Linked DNA regions of Mus musculus: region 1 is linked to region 2. The links are chromatin contacts, called in public HiChIP or PLAC-seq maps. All regions are on one chromosome and are shown on one strand. Each heading gives the region's core, a stretch centred on a gene start, on an enhancer-like site or on the middle of the called end of the contact. The rest is flanking DNA. Distances are from core to core; before and after follow the strand shown. Region 1 overlaps Celsr1 (cadherin, EGF LAG seven-pass G-type receptor 1). Region 2 has its middle 23 kb from the start of Wnt7b.

Region 1 (6,256 bases), core at 735-3,234, 410 kb after region 2:
TGAGGGTCCCCCAAGGTGCCTCCCATGGGCTCAGAGAGACCCATCACCATAGCAACCCCAGTCGCTGCCAGGGCCTGGAGGAGGCTGACTGAGTTCCAGAGCCACAGAGGAGTTGCCAACATTATAGATGCCCCTGGTTTACTACTCACCCTAGAACTAGAAGCCAGGAAGGCCTCCTTCATCAATGTGAGCAGGGATGTAGCCTATAAAGTTGGGACAGCTGATGCTTAAAACAGATCAACAGCCACAGAGTCATCTCTGGGCCCCTGGAGCCTGGTGGGGGAACTTTCAGTTTTCTGCTTTCGAGTGCCCAGTGGAGTTTTTGTAACACATGCAAGCTTATCTTTACGAACAGAGCAGACCAGAACTATTTTTATTACAAAGAGCAACTTGCAGGGTCATAATAAATCCCTTTTTAAAAAATGACAAACAGGAAGTGCTGGGCCTCTCCACCTCATGCCTGAGCGGCATCTCCCGTCAGGTTTCCACCTGGGAGTATACAGTTCAGGACAGGACAATGAGCGGTTGGAAAGGCGCAGCTGGAGGCTCCTGAGGGTCACGGGACAAAGCAGTGGCCAATGAACCTGCAGTCCACCCAGCAGCGTGGTACAGAGCATCCAGCTAGCTTCCCAGCAGCCCATAACATCTGCCACGCCCCACTAACTCACCCCCACCCCCACCCCCAGGCTTTTAAATCCCAACTGCAACCATTCGGTTTATCACAGCATCTTAGCTCTCCCAAATAGCACGCTGTGAACGAACCTCTCCTCCTGTACCAATAAAGCTATTGATAAAACTATTGTTATCTTTCTTGTCCCTGGAATTCGGGCTAAACACCTACAGCATGGAGAACCACAGGAAGGCAGGCCACAAGAAGCCCAGGGCAAGTATGAAGACTGACTACACAGCTCCCTCAGGGCTCCTGAAGGGGCCTCAGGCGGAATGCCCTAATGGGGAGAGGTACTGAGAGCAGGTATGGAGGATCAACGGCAGCAGGGGAACCCCCTAGGTATAGTGACTCCAGGATGAGGTGACATGCACAAAACATATGCCATCTCTGAGAGCAATTCTCAGATAATCACTGGTCTCGGCTCACTGTTCAGCCCAGCGCAAACAGGACTGTCCTCTGCCGGGAAACGTTAAGACAGTCACTTGTGACTTTCTCCTTGTATCCTGCTAACTCCAGGAGGGACATCGACTCACCCTCTAGGCCTCGAGCCCCCCCCCCAATGCAGCTCCTCTTCTGGCCTCTATGGGCACTGCACACACGTGGTGCACATACATACATGCAGGCAAACACATATACACATAAAATAAAAAGAAATAAACTTTAAAGGGGGTGGGGGTGGTGCTGAGTGACCTCCTCAAGCACCATCCAAACTGAGGTCTGAGGTCCCCTCCACAGCTGCCTCTCCGAATTATAGCATTCAGGCCAGGCAGCCCGAGAGGAATCTGGAATTCAGTACTGCAACAGGGCCTGGGACTATAAGAGGGAATAACAGCTACTCCTCTGCCTAGGAGACACCCAAGGGGAGAAAAGCATCTGTGATTCTACGTGGAGACTTAAAACCCAGGTTCAAATCCATCCTCACCTAGGGCCCCTGAGGACCCCCAAGGTGTCCGATGAAACAGAAATCACATACAGCAAAGTCGGGGAAGCCAGCACCCCTCAAGCTACGGCTGGAGAATGTGAACAATCTCCAAGAGGCAAGATCAACTTGATACTGCCCATGGGCCGTTGTCTGCCCTGCTGAGGGGCCAGACCCACGGTACACACCACGCGTGGGCATTCAAACTTCATCTGCATAAAGAGTTTCCCAATAAACCGAAGCTCACTGACGCCCACTTGGAATAACAATGACCATGTAAGCTGTGAAGTATTGTTTATAACTCGTAATCTGCTGACTCCTCTCCATGTTTGTTTATAGTCCTCTGGCAGTGCTCCAGGCTGAGAAAATGGCAAGGCTGATGTACTGGCTGGTTTGGGGTGTCAACTAGACACAGGCTGGACTTATCACAGAGAAAGGAGCTTCAGTTGGGGAGACGCCTTCAAGAGATCCAACTGTAAGGCATTTTCTCAATTAGTGATCAAAGGGGAAAGGCCCCTTGTGGGTGGGACCATCTCTGGGCTGGTTGTCTTGGGTTCTATAAGAGAGCAAGCCAGGGGAGGCAAGCCAATAAAGAACATCCCTCCATGGCCTCTGCATCAGCTCCTGCTTTCTGACCTGCTTGAATTCCAGTCCTGCATCCTTTGGTGATCAACAGCAGTATGGAAATGTAAGCCGAATAAACCCTTTCCTCCCCAACTGCTTCTTGGTCATGATGTTTGTGCAGGAATAGAAACCCTGACTAAGACAGCTGAGATCACCCCACAAACGGGACCATAGGTCTCTCTTTACCCAATGGGCCCTGAGCAGCTTGGTTTGGGGAGTGAATGTCTGCAGTGCCCACTCTCAGACCCAAGAGGCATAGGCAGGCATCTGGTGGGAGTCCCCCAAGGGCTCAGGATAAGGACACTGAAGGCTCCTGAGGCCAGGGCTTTTTGACTGCTTTTAGTGAGCCCCCACCTCTATCATAGCCACCTGCCACCAACATATAAGGAGCTAGGTCCAAGGTCCACCCTTTGGGGAGGCCAAGGCTGTGCCTCTCTGGCTGCCAGGCAGCCTGACCTAGCACAGTGGAGGTGGGAGGCAGTGTGATAAGGGACACGGTGTAATGTCACCGCAACAGTATCTGTATGTCATCAGGCAGCGCCTGCCAGAAGACAGAAACAATGGCGTTCCCAGCTCCTTCTCAGGACAGACTGACTCCATGGTCCATCCTCCCTAGGTCAGAGGTCAGCCAAACCTCTGCAAGAGAGTCTGTGCTCAGATCAGCCGCATCCCGGGCCTCAGCTCATACCTCAGCCTTGCAAGAAGAAGCGTTTCTGAATGAACTTCCTGCCTCACCCACCTCACTGAGTCATCCCCTTCCCCCCACACACACACCCCCACAGCATGTTACAGCAAGAAAACCCCGGAGGCTCCCCCTCACCCAGGGAGTGTTGCCTGCGCCCTAGCAATCCTGCCCTCAGACTCGGGGGTGGACACCCTAGACCTACTCCAAGCCTCCTGGCATCTACTCTAAACCCCACATCTGCCCAGGCGGCTGGCTCTGTCCTGAGCCCCACCCTCCCCAACTTCGGTAGCCTTTCAAGATAGCGCCCACTTAGCTGCTGCTCTGGATGATACTAGGAGGGCAGGTCCAAGGACAGGTTCCTGACACACAAGATGGGCAGAGAACTGTTTTATTTTGCCAGTCAATCCTCTGGCCAGACAGTGATACAAACTCCCAGGCCTCTGCCTAGCCACTGTTGGCCTTCACCTGAACCTCAGTAGGGGGCTGGGCAGCTAGGACCACACACTGCTGGTCCCAGAGTTTATTCTGGCAGATATTCCCAAATCATATCGCCGTGGGTGCATCACTGAGATAAGAAACATGTTCATCCCAAGCACAAACTCTATTATGTCTTTAGATAGAACATAAGAAAGCTAGGTCGGTTGTGGTTCCTGGTAACAACAGGTCTGGAAGGGCTAAACCCTGGGCCCAGGATGGTAGCTGAGGGGTGTAGACCATCCAGAGCTGGAAGCCTAGTGGAGAAGACAGTGAGATAGAACTCCATCTACATATAGACCTTGACAACAGTGAGGACTCAGGGCATAGGTGCTGGCCACACCTTGTATATCGTGTTGGGGCCTCCTCCACAAGGTAAACATTATCTAAGTAATTACTAGGCTCACAGCAGCCAGTGTGGGCAGACCAGCCCTTGTAACAGGACTGACTAGAACAGTCAGCCCACTCTAAAGGTCCCCAGCATCAACTATCTTCCATGGCAAAGTCAATGGGTTAAGAAAGCAGGAATGGGGGGAGCGGGGGGTTGGAGAAATGACTCAGTGGTTAAGAGCACTGACTGCTCTTCCAGAGGTCCTGAGTTCAAATCCCAGCCACCGCATGGTAACTCACGACCATCTGTAATGGGATCTGATGCTGTCTTCTGGTGTGTCTGAAGACAGCTACAGTGTACTCATCCTATATATAAAATAAATAAAATCTTAAAAAAAAAAAAAAGTATGTGGCTTGTTGGCAGATATTTTGCTAGCATGCCCAGAGCCCTGGGTTCCATTCACAGCACCGCATAAACCAGGTATGGCGGCACAGGCCTGTAATCCCAGCATTGGAGAGGTGGAGGCAGGAAGGTCAAAAGTTCAAAGTCATCCGCGAGGTTAGCCAGTGAATTTGACACCAGCCTAGGCTACATGAGACCCTGTCTCAAAAGGGGAGAGGGAAGGAAGGGAAAAGAAAGCCAGAATGGAAAACCATCAATATGCCCCGGACTTTGGTCCACTCCTAGGAAGCTTCCTGAAGGGGAAAGACAGAAACCCCCACGGATCCTAGGCACAGTTCAAAACTAGCCCAGAGAGATGCCATTCCACCATGTGAAACGGAACAGAAGAGACTTAGTCACTGAAACCTCACGGTAGACTTGTAGTGAAAAGAGCCAGTCACCAAACGGTTTATACAAAGTAACTAAACACACACACACACACACACACACACACACGCACACACACACACACCCATATGAATACCTACCTAGGAAAAAACTGTTCTGACTCCCTACCTTCGTAATTATCATGCCTGGGTGGTAAGGAGTTCTTCCTTCCTAAGTTACTGTGTTAGCTGCAGAAAAGTTAGTGTGTTGTTACTGGTGCCTGCTGGGCCTGGGCGCTAGGCCTGCCTTGCGCGTCTCTGTAGAGCAGGAGTCTAAAAGTCTGTAAGCTGCCAGGTTGTGGACCTGAAGGTCCCATCTCAATGCTGCTACCCCTTAGGAAAAAGGAAGCCATTTTGCTGTGGCTGCAGCTACAGTGCAGTGACAAAAACAGATTCCTGGGGCCTGTAGGGAGGTAGGTGGGGAGTCCACAGGTCTCTTGCAGGGCAGCTGCCCAGGAGTGAGGAGGCTCCTAAGTAGGCCCTGTAGTGAGGGAGAGGCTCCCTTGTGTGCCTCTGCAGTGGCTTGCGTTCACACCACTGGACCTTGGCTGATTCATCTGGGTGATAAAATTAGTTTTTCAAGATAGGAAAGTATGGGAGACTGGGCAGAGAGGGGTTTCCCTCTGTCCAGCATTCAGCCAGAGACTCTCTGAAAGCACACAGTTCACCTGTCTGGCCTGATCCCAGAACATCCCGAGAGCATAGACAGACATAGTGAGCAGCCAGCACGCATGGCTGCCCAACTCCAGGAAGGTGATGGTCACCAAGAGGCCCAGAAATGACACGTCCTTAGGTGGATGGCTGAGGAAGGTTGGGTGGGTGGAAGAGGTGATACTCAGAAAACACACAGAGGTAACAGGGATATTATGTTGGTCCAGAACTCCACTCTATAACATGGGAAGCATGTATCTCAGAGACAAGTGAGGCCCAGATGACATAGATGCCCTGAGTTCAGGGATCTACTGTAGGAGAACACTGTGCCCACATTGGGCCAGGTCTCCGCAGCAGTGTTCTATTAGAGCCTGGGCATACAACACCTGGCTGTACTGAATGCCACCACATTGTCCACGTTTGACAGCCCTGTGAGCCATGAGCTGAGCCACAGTTAAAAAAAGGGAAGTAGAGCCAGAGAGATGACTCAGCAGTTAAAAGCACTTACTGTTCTTTCAGAGGACCAGGGTTCGGTTCCTAGCACCCATCTGATGGTTCATAACCATTTCTAACTCTAGTTCTAGGAGATCTGATACCCTCTTCTGATCTCCCATGGTACACAGACATACAGACAGGCAAAACATTTATAGTAAAAAAACAATAATAATAATAATTTTTAAAATTACAGGTAAATTGCAATACTTCAGAAATCAAAGATGTAAGGGGCAGGAGAGATGACTCAGGAGTTAAGACTACTTGACTGCTCTTCCAGGGGATCCAGGTTCCACTTCCAGCACCCACCCCAGGCTGTTCACAACCAACTACGATTCTAGATCTGGGGGATCTGATGCCCTCTCCTGGACTCTGTGGGTACTGCATACACACGGTGTACATACAAATGTGTAAGTGTACACACATACACATAAATAAGAATAAGTAAGTCTTGAGAGAGAGGGGGAAGATAATGCAGAGGTTGAGATAGTGACTGCAGTTGGTTCTTTAGTAACTGCTGGAGTCAACATCAATGCCTCCAGACTCTGCTAACCCAAACAACAGACTTCTGGACAAAACCCCA
Region 2 (6,864 bases), core at 1,615-4,114:
CAGCTGACTCTATGACCTTGCTCATGAGGTAAAGTACGGTCCTTAGCACCTGCACACATGTGTTTGGACTGGCATCCACCTGTTCTGGCAGGTATGATCCAGGACCCCAGTCTGGATACCGTGTCTGTTAAGGGCCCAGGATGCTCTGGGTCACATGGTCACAGCTTCTGTGTGGTTACAGCTGTCGTTCACCCCTGCCCCTCATTCCTCAGAATGCTGCTGTTCTTTTCTGAGGGTCTGAGCTGCATCTCAGCAGTACCAGCCTAGGCCCTGACTCTTTACTTTCATATACAGCCATTACTGGGGTCTGGGCTCACTCTGGCTAGGGACCTTGTTTCTAGAATCTTCTGTTAATTTCCCTTCAAATGTTGTCTGTCTCACTTTTCAAAGTATCATTTAGGATTAAAAACTGTCCCAGGCCAGGCAGTGGTGGCACATGGCACTTGGGAGGCAGAGGCCGATGAATATCTGAGTTCGAGGACAGTCTGGTCTACAGAGTGAGTTCCAGGACAGCCGGGGCTATACAGGGAAACCCCGTCTGGAAAAAGCCAAAACCAAAACAAAAAAAACCAAAAAACAAAAAAAACAAAACCAAACCAAAAGCTGTCCCGAGTTGTCTGTGGCAGCATGTGCTGAAAATCCTAATACTCAGGATCTCAAAGCAGAAAGCTCCAGTGTGAGCTACATAGTCAGGCACTACCTCTGAATTTCATCTTTTAAAAGACCTGGGGGTGTGCCTCAGGAGCAGAGTACTGGCCTGCAGTGTATAAGGCCCTGGGTTCTTTGGGGGTGGGGGTGGGGGTGGGGGGGAACCAAACCAGATTCTCTGCTTTGCCTCCTGGAACATCGAAGACTCTATAGCAAGAGTGTGCGGGATACCAGTCCTGGGTATGGAGGCCCATCCCCCACACCAGGTGGATATACCCACCTGACAAAGAGGCCATTGGCTCCCTGAATACTTCCCCTGTGTGAGCACTGTGGGTACCAGTGAGCCTGGCAGGCCCTCCCTTATAACCCTTCATGCCCTTCATCATTCCCTGAAGGCCTAGCTCTGCCCCCCACTCCCACCTCCACCCGGCCCCAAGCTGGTACTGAGTACTGCCTCTTTATTCTACGCCTGCTATATCCTTCCCTGGACCCGGAAACCTTCCCCTGCCCTCTGCCTCCCTATTCCATCAACTGTTTCAGAGACCCAGGTGCCAGGGGTCTTCTCAACACCAGGCCTTCAGAAATCAAGGAGGCTATTGACCTATCCATCGGTTGAACTCTGATGCCTTCCCCTGAACCCAGCCTTGAGGGCTTCTCCTTTCCTGAACGTCTCCACCTGCCCGCCCCCCCCAAAACTGAGGGCCATTGCCCTGTGGGAGGGGCATCACTGAACAGGAGGGTGTATATGGGGTCCAGGCTGCTAGGATAGATGAGACAGCCATCAACGAATAGGCTAAGCCCAGCACTGTGGGGTGCCTCTGTAATCTCCCCTCTAGGGAGAAGAAGTTGGTGACCCTGAGTTCAAGGTCATCCCCAACTATGTAACAAGTCTGAGGTCAGCCTGAACTGACATACAGGCCAGTGGCTAGGGGTGGGGCATGACCTGCCTTGAACAGGAGGGAGACCTTCAAGCTAAGAAAGGGCTTGGGTGAGGAAGTTAGTGTGAGCTGGCAACGTTGTTTCTGCCCTGAGGAGTTCGTGAACCATTGCCACCACCTGCGACTGTCAGACTCCAGCCTCCTCAGCCCCTCATCACACATATCACACCAGCGTTCTCCTGGGAGCGCCCAGGTCAGATCTGCTCAGGCGTTCTGCTGGTTCTGCTGCCAGGACTGAGTTGTCTGTCTCTCCAGGATCCAGGCAGTTACTATTGGACTACCCAGCCCCTCTAGCGTAAGTTAAGCCAGTGTATCTCTTTCGTTAAAAAAAAAGTTTTATTAGCATGTGTTAATTATGAGTTTCATGTTGATATCTCATACATGCATATACTATATGTTGATGACTCTCACCTCCTCTGCTCCCATGCCCACCAGATCTCTTCCTCTTCTCAACTAGTCTCTTCTCTCTCTCTCTCTCTCTCTCTCTCTCTCTGTGTGTGTGTGTGTGTGTGTCTGTCTGTCTGTCTGTCTTTCTCCCTTCAATGGCTATGCCGCTTGTGCTGGCTAGATTTATGTCAAACTTGATACAAGCTACTATAGTCATCTGAGAGGAGGAAACCTCAATTGAGAAAATGCCTCCATACGACTGGGCTGTGGCAAGCCTGTAGGGCATTTTCTTAATTAGTGATTGATGGGGAGGGCCCAGCCCTTTGTGGGTGGGGCCATCCCTGAGCTGGTGGTTCTGGGTTGTATAAAAAAGCAGGCTGCGCAAGCCATGGGAAGCAAGCCAGTAAGCCACACCCCTCCATGGCCTCTGCGTCAGCTCCTGCCTCCAGGATCCTGTTCTGACTTCCTTCAGTGATGGACTACGATGTGGATGTTTAAGCCCAACGAACAAATCCTTTTCTACCCAACTTGCTTTTTGGTCATGGTGTTTTGCTGTAGCAATAGAAACCTTAGCTAAGACATCACTGAAGAAAATCTCTCTCTTTCACTTAGCAACCACTAACTGCACTGTAGATCCCTAGAGATCCTTTCAGTACTATCTATAGTTTATCTATCTATGCATGCATGTATGTATGTATGTATGTATGTATGTATGATCTATCTATCTATCCATCATCCAGCCACCCACATATCTTATCTATCTATCTATCTATCTATCTATCTATCTATCTATCTATCTCTGCTTTCTGTTCCTCTAGAGCATTGGTTCTCACCCTGTGAGTCACGACCCCCTGGGTTTGCATATCAGACATTTACATTATGATTCATAGCAGTAGCAAGATTGCAGTGAGAAAGTAGCAACAAAAATCACTGTGCGGTTGGGCTGGGGGGTCACCACAACACAAGGAACTGTATTAAAGGTCTCAGCATTAGGAAGGTTGAGGGCCACTGCTCTATAGAATCTTTCCATTCTGAACTACAGCTTGGGCTGGTAGGGCTGGCCTGGGATACTCCAGGTACACCCCCAAATAAGGCCTGCCAGGCCTTCAGCCCATGCCTGTTCCAGAGCTTCCCTCCATGCCCACAACCACCTGGGCACCTACTTGAGGGTGGAGACTTTCGATGCTGCTCCTCCAGCTGACGAATAAAGTGATGAAGTTGTAGCAAATACTGGAAGGGAATGGCCATGCTGCTTCTAAGCCTGCAACAGGAATATGGGGCCCTTGGAACGCATCTTGTCACCTTTACAACCTCAGCCAGATGTCCCCCTTAGTCCTTTGTCCTGATACTACACCTCTGTCTCCCCAAGCCCCTGCTACAGGCAGCCCAAGTCCCAGCCTTTTTTTTGTGGTCCCAGCAGCTGCCACATGAGTCCCTGAAAGCCTCTCTCAGTGTAGCTGTCCCCGCCCACACAGTGACCCTAATGTTGCTGGCAGAGCATGGCTCAGGCCTCTCCCACTGATGATAAATGACCCCTCTCTATCCCCCCCATCCTCCCTGAAGTTCTTGTTCCTTTCACCTTTTTCAAGGGATAGCTTGCAAGTCAGGACCCAGGACCCTGGCGGCATTAAAGCCAAGGGCACTGGACTCTGCCTGGAGCACAGCACACGACCTAGGCTTCTAGTCTACTCTGTGCTCACTCAAGCTCAGAGTCACAGCAACCGCATCTCTCTCGGTAGCAGCCAAAATACCTGGCACTCATCTGTACCATAGGGGCTGCTCTAGGTACTGTGCCTGCTGTGTAAGAAGGAACCCTTAAACAGACCCTTACAATAGCCAGCTGTTATGTGCCTGTGGGAAGGAACACGGGCGAGTTCATTTATTCCGGTCCAGGTGCGTGTGTCTATGTGTACACGGAATGGCCAGCTGTCAACTTTAGGTGTCCTTCCTTGGGAGCCGTCCACCTCTTTTTTTTTTTTTTTTTTTTTTTTTTTTTTTTTTTTTTTGAGCAAGGGTTCTCAGCCTGGAGCATTTCATGTAAGCAAGGTTGTCTGGCCTGCAAGTTCCAAGGGTCCTTCTGCCTCTCCCTCTCCCTCAAAGGGATTACAGGCTTAAGTCGCTCTGCCTGGCTTTTTACATAGGTTCTAGTATGTACCAAACATTTCACTTGACCCCCAACAGCCACACTGTTATGACCTCTGTGGGTTACAGAGGCAATAGGCAGCCTCTGGTCTTCCTGGCTGGGAACTTCAGCTGTGATCAGCCTGGTGGGCAAGGCTGGAGTCTGGGGATATTCTTACTCAGGATTGGCAAGTAGCGGGCAACTGCACATGAGCTGGGTTGCCACAATCAGAAGAACCCACAGTCCAATCCTGAGCCCGCGTGGCACCTCTGTGGCACCATGGAGCTACCTGGGAACAGCGGCTTGGACACCACTCTTGATGGTATGTGGCCAGTGTCAGAAGACTCAGAGGATGAAGTGTGAAGCGGGGGAGGCTGGAGCCCCCTGGTGTGACTTCAGCGGTGTCTTTTCCTTCCTATGGCTTCCTTGAAGAATAACCTTGATATTCTCCCTGGGCAGGCCCACTCTAGTGGCCAGGCTGGAACCTGGCAACTGTCTTTCTGGGATTTTCAGATCCCATTTCACCCACCCAGGCAGCTCCTGAAGGCTGGCCTCAGCAGTCCTCCAGACCTCTGCACGCAGACTTTTGCTTGGTCCTAGCCAGTGGGTGAGGAGGCAGCTTAAGGTCCCTCCTCTATTAGAGGCCTCTGTGCTTGGCCAGTGCCTGTCTCTCTCGGTCAGCACCCTCCTCCACCAGAGATCCCCAGTACGGTCTCACCTACAGCTGCACTGGCTTGCCCGTGATGACTTCCGGAGAAAACTCTGTCCCCTCAGGAGTCGTCACTGTCTGAGCATGCTCTGTGAGGAAGGGCAGGCGTGCATGTGTTAACTCCAGAAAGACCAGGTCCTGGTTAGGACTTCGGGTGCCCGCCCAACAGCTGAACAAACAGTGTGGGCCTTGTTTCCCGGCACCCTGCAGTCTGGCTGCCTCACCAGACTGGAGGCCACTCAAGGCCGAGGGCAACCATGACCCTCTGCGAATATGACAGTCCCCTCCCCCTTAACTTCCCAGTTCTGCTCCTGGATCCCACAACAGAGTGTCTACAGGGCACACAGCTGAGGGCCAGCTGCTTTCGTGGCCCCTTCAGATCTAGTTCCGATGTTGTTGTCTCGAGACCTCCCTCAGTCAGGACTCCTGGTGTCATCCACACCCCTTGCCCCAGGTCCCACTGCTGTCTCACCGACAGCCGCACACTGGCCTGCCCGTGATGACCTCCCTGTCTCTCAGTATTTCCAGTTGGAGAATGAACTCATGACATCCATACCTGTCTAAAAACAAACAGGGCAGTTGCCATCAGTGAGGGACCAGGCTGATGAAGCCCCAGAGGTTACATGAAAACCTGGCTACTCCCATGCCTAAGGACAGACCATTTCTATTTAAGAACATTTGGGGTGGAGCGAGGGCTCAGCAGTTAAGAGTATTTTCTGCTCTTCCAGAGGAGCCACGGTCAGCTCCCAACACCTAAATGGTGGCTCGCAACTGCCTGTAACTCCAGTTCCAGAAGAGTCACACCCTCTTCCGGCCTCCCTGGGCACCAGGCGTTCATGTGGTGCACAGACATGCATGCAGGCAAAATAGACACATTTTTTTTTTAGAGAAAAAAAAAACCTACATGGAGAAACTCTGTCTTATAAAACAAATAATAATGATAATTAGTGATGATGATGATAATAATAATAATGGGATTGGAGAGATGGTTTGCTGGTTAAAAGTACTTGTTGCGGGGCTGGTGAGATGGCTCAGCGGGTAAGAGCACCTGACTGTTCTTCTGAAGGTCCTGAGTTCAATTCCCAGCAACCACATGGTGGCTCACAACCATCCCTAACAAGATCTGACGCCCTCTTCTGGAGTGTCTGAAGACAGCTACAGTGTACTTACATATAATAAATAAATAAATCTTTAAAAAAAAAAAAAAAAAAGTACTTGTTGCTCCTGCAAAGGTTTGGTTCCTAGAACCACACAATATCTCACAACTTCTATAACTCTAATCCCAGGGAAATCGGACATTCTCTTCTGACATCCGCAGGCACCAGACATGCATTTGATGCACATACATGCAGGCAGGCAAAGCACTCATGCTCATAAAATAAAATTTAAAAATCAGAAAAATAAAAAAGACTATTCCTCACCAAGTGTAGAAGCCATACCTGTAATTTCAGTGCCGGGCAGACTGAGGCAGGAGAATTTTGAGTTCAAGGCCAGCTCGGGCTGCCTAGTGAGACCTTGTGCTGGTTAGTTTGTGTGACTTTGACATACGCTAGAGTATCTGGAAAGAAGGAATCGCAACTGAGGAAATGCCTCCGCTGGATTGAATTCTTGATTGCTGATTGATGTGGGACAGCCCAGCTTACTATGGGCGGTGCTAACCCTAGGCAAATGGTCCTGGTCTTTATACGAAAGCAGGCTGAGCGAGCCATGGGAGCAAACCGGAAAGCAGCACCACAAAGCCCTCCTTTAAGGGGTCCTGGTTATCATCTTAGAATTATGAAGTCTTTTAATGTTTATGTGCATCGGTGTTTTGCCTGCACGTGTGTCTGTGCGAGGGTCACACGACTTGGGACTGGAGTTACAGACAGGTGTGAGCTGCACTGGCTTTCCCAGGCATGCTGGGAATTGAACCCAGGTCCTCTGGAAGAACAGCCAGTGCTCTTAACCACTGAGCCATCTTCCAGCCCTAGAATTATGTTGTTGTTGCTGCTGTTGTTTTTGTTTTCTTTTTTGTTTCTGTTGGTTTGTTTTTCAAGACAGAGTTTCTCTGCACAACTCTG

Evidence for each region. HiChIP or PLAC-seq counts read pairs in DNA pulled down with a chosen protein or histone mark.
Region 1: a FOXA1 HiChIP or PLAC-seq map of pancreatic cancer cells shows a contact between it and region 2. The contact joins two enhancer-like sites. A contact is called at or near these places in 4 of 39 promoter capture datasets (the 3T3-L1 cell line, liver and stem cell-derived epiblast-like cells), 1 of 484 Hi-C or Micro-C datasets (brown adipocytes), 2 of 115 datasets of contacts at active chromatin or transcription factors (embryonic stem cells and pancreatic cancer cells) and 1 of 9 other capture datasets (embryonic stem cells).

What each region holds. Positions count from the first base shown.
Region 1 is chr15:86,013,282-86,019,537 of GRCm38.p6, forward strand. All of the region lies in intron 1 of Celsr1 (cadherin, EGF LAG seven-pass G-type receptor 1), which reads right to left. Among named protein-coding and RNA genes, the nearest start is that of Celsr1, 17 kb to the right of the region's middle. Within about 2 kb of position 1,985, at least 76 of the 459 cell types and tissues checked have an H3K27ac peak or open chromatin away from gene starts, as enhancers often do. A contact at or near this core is called in pancreatic cancer cells, where this site is marked.
Region 2 is chr15:85,601,252-85,608,115 of GRCm38.p6, forward strand. No RefSeq gene overlaps it. Among named protein-coding and RNA genes, the nearest start is that of Wnt7b, 23 kb to the left of the region's middle. Within about 2 kb of position 2,865, at least 17 of the 459 cell types and tissues checked have an H3K27ac peak or open chromatin away from gene starts, as enhancers often do. A contact at or near this core is called in pancreatic cancer cells, where this site is marked.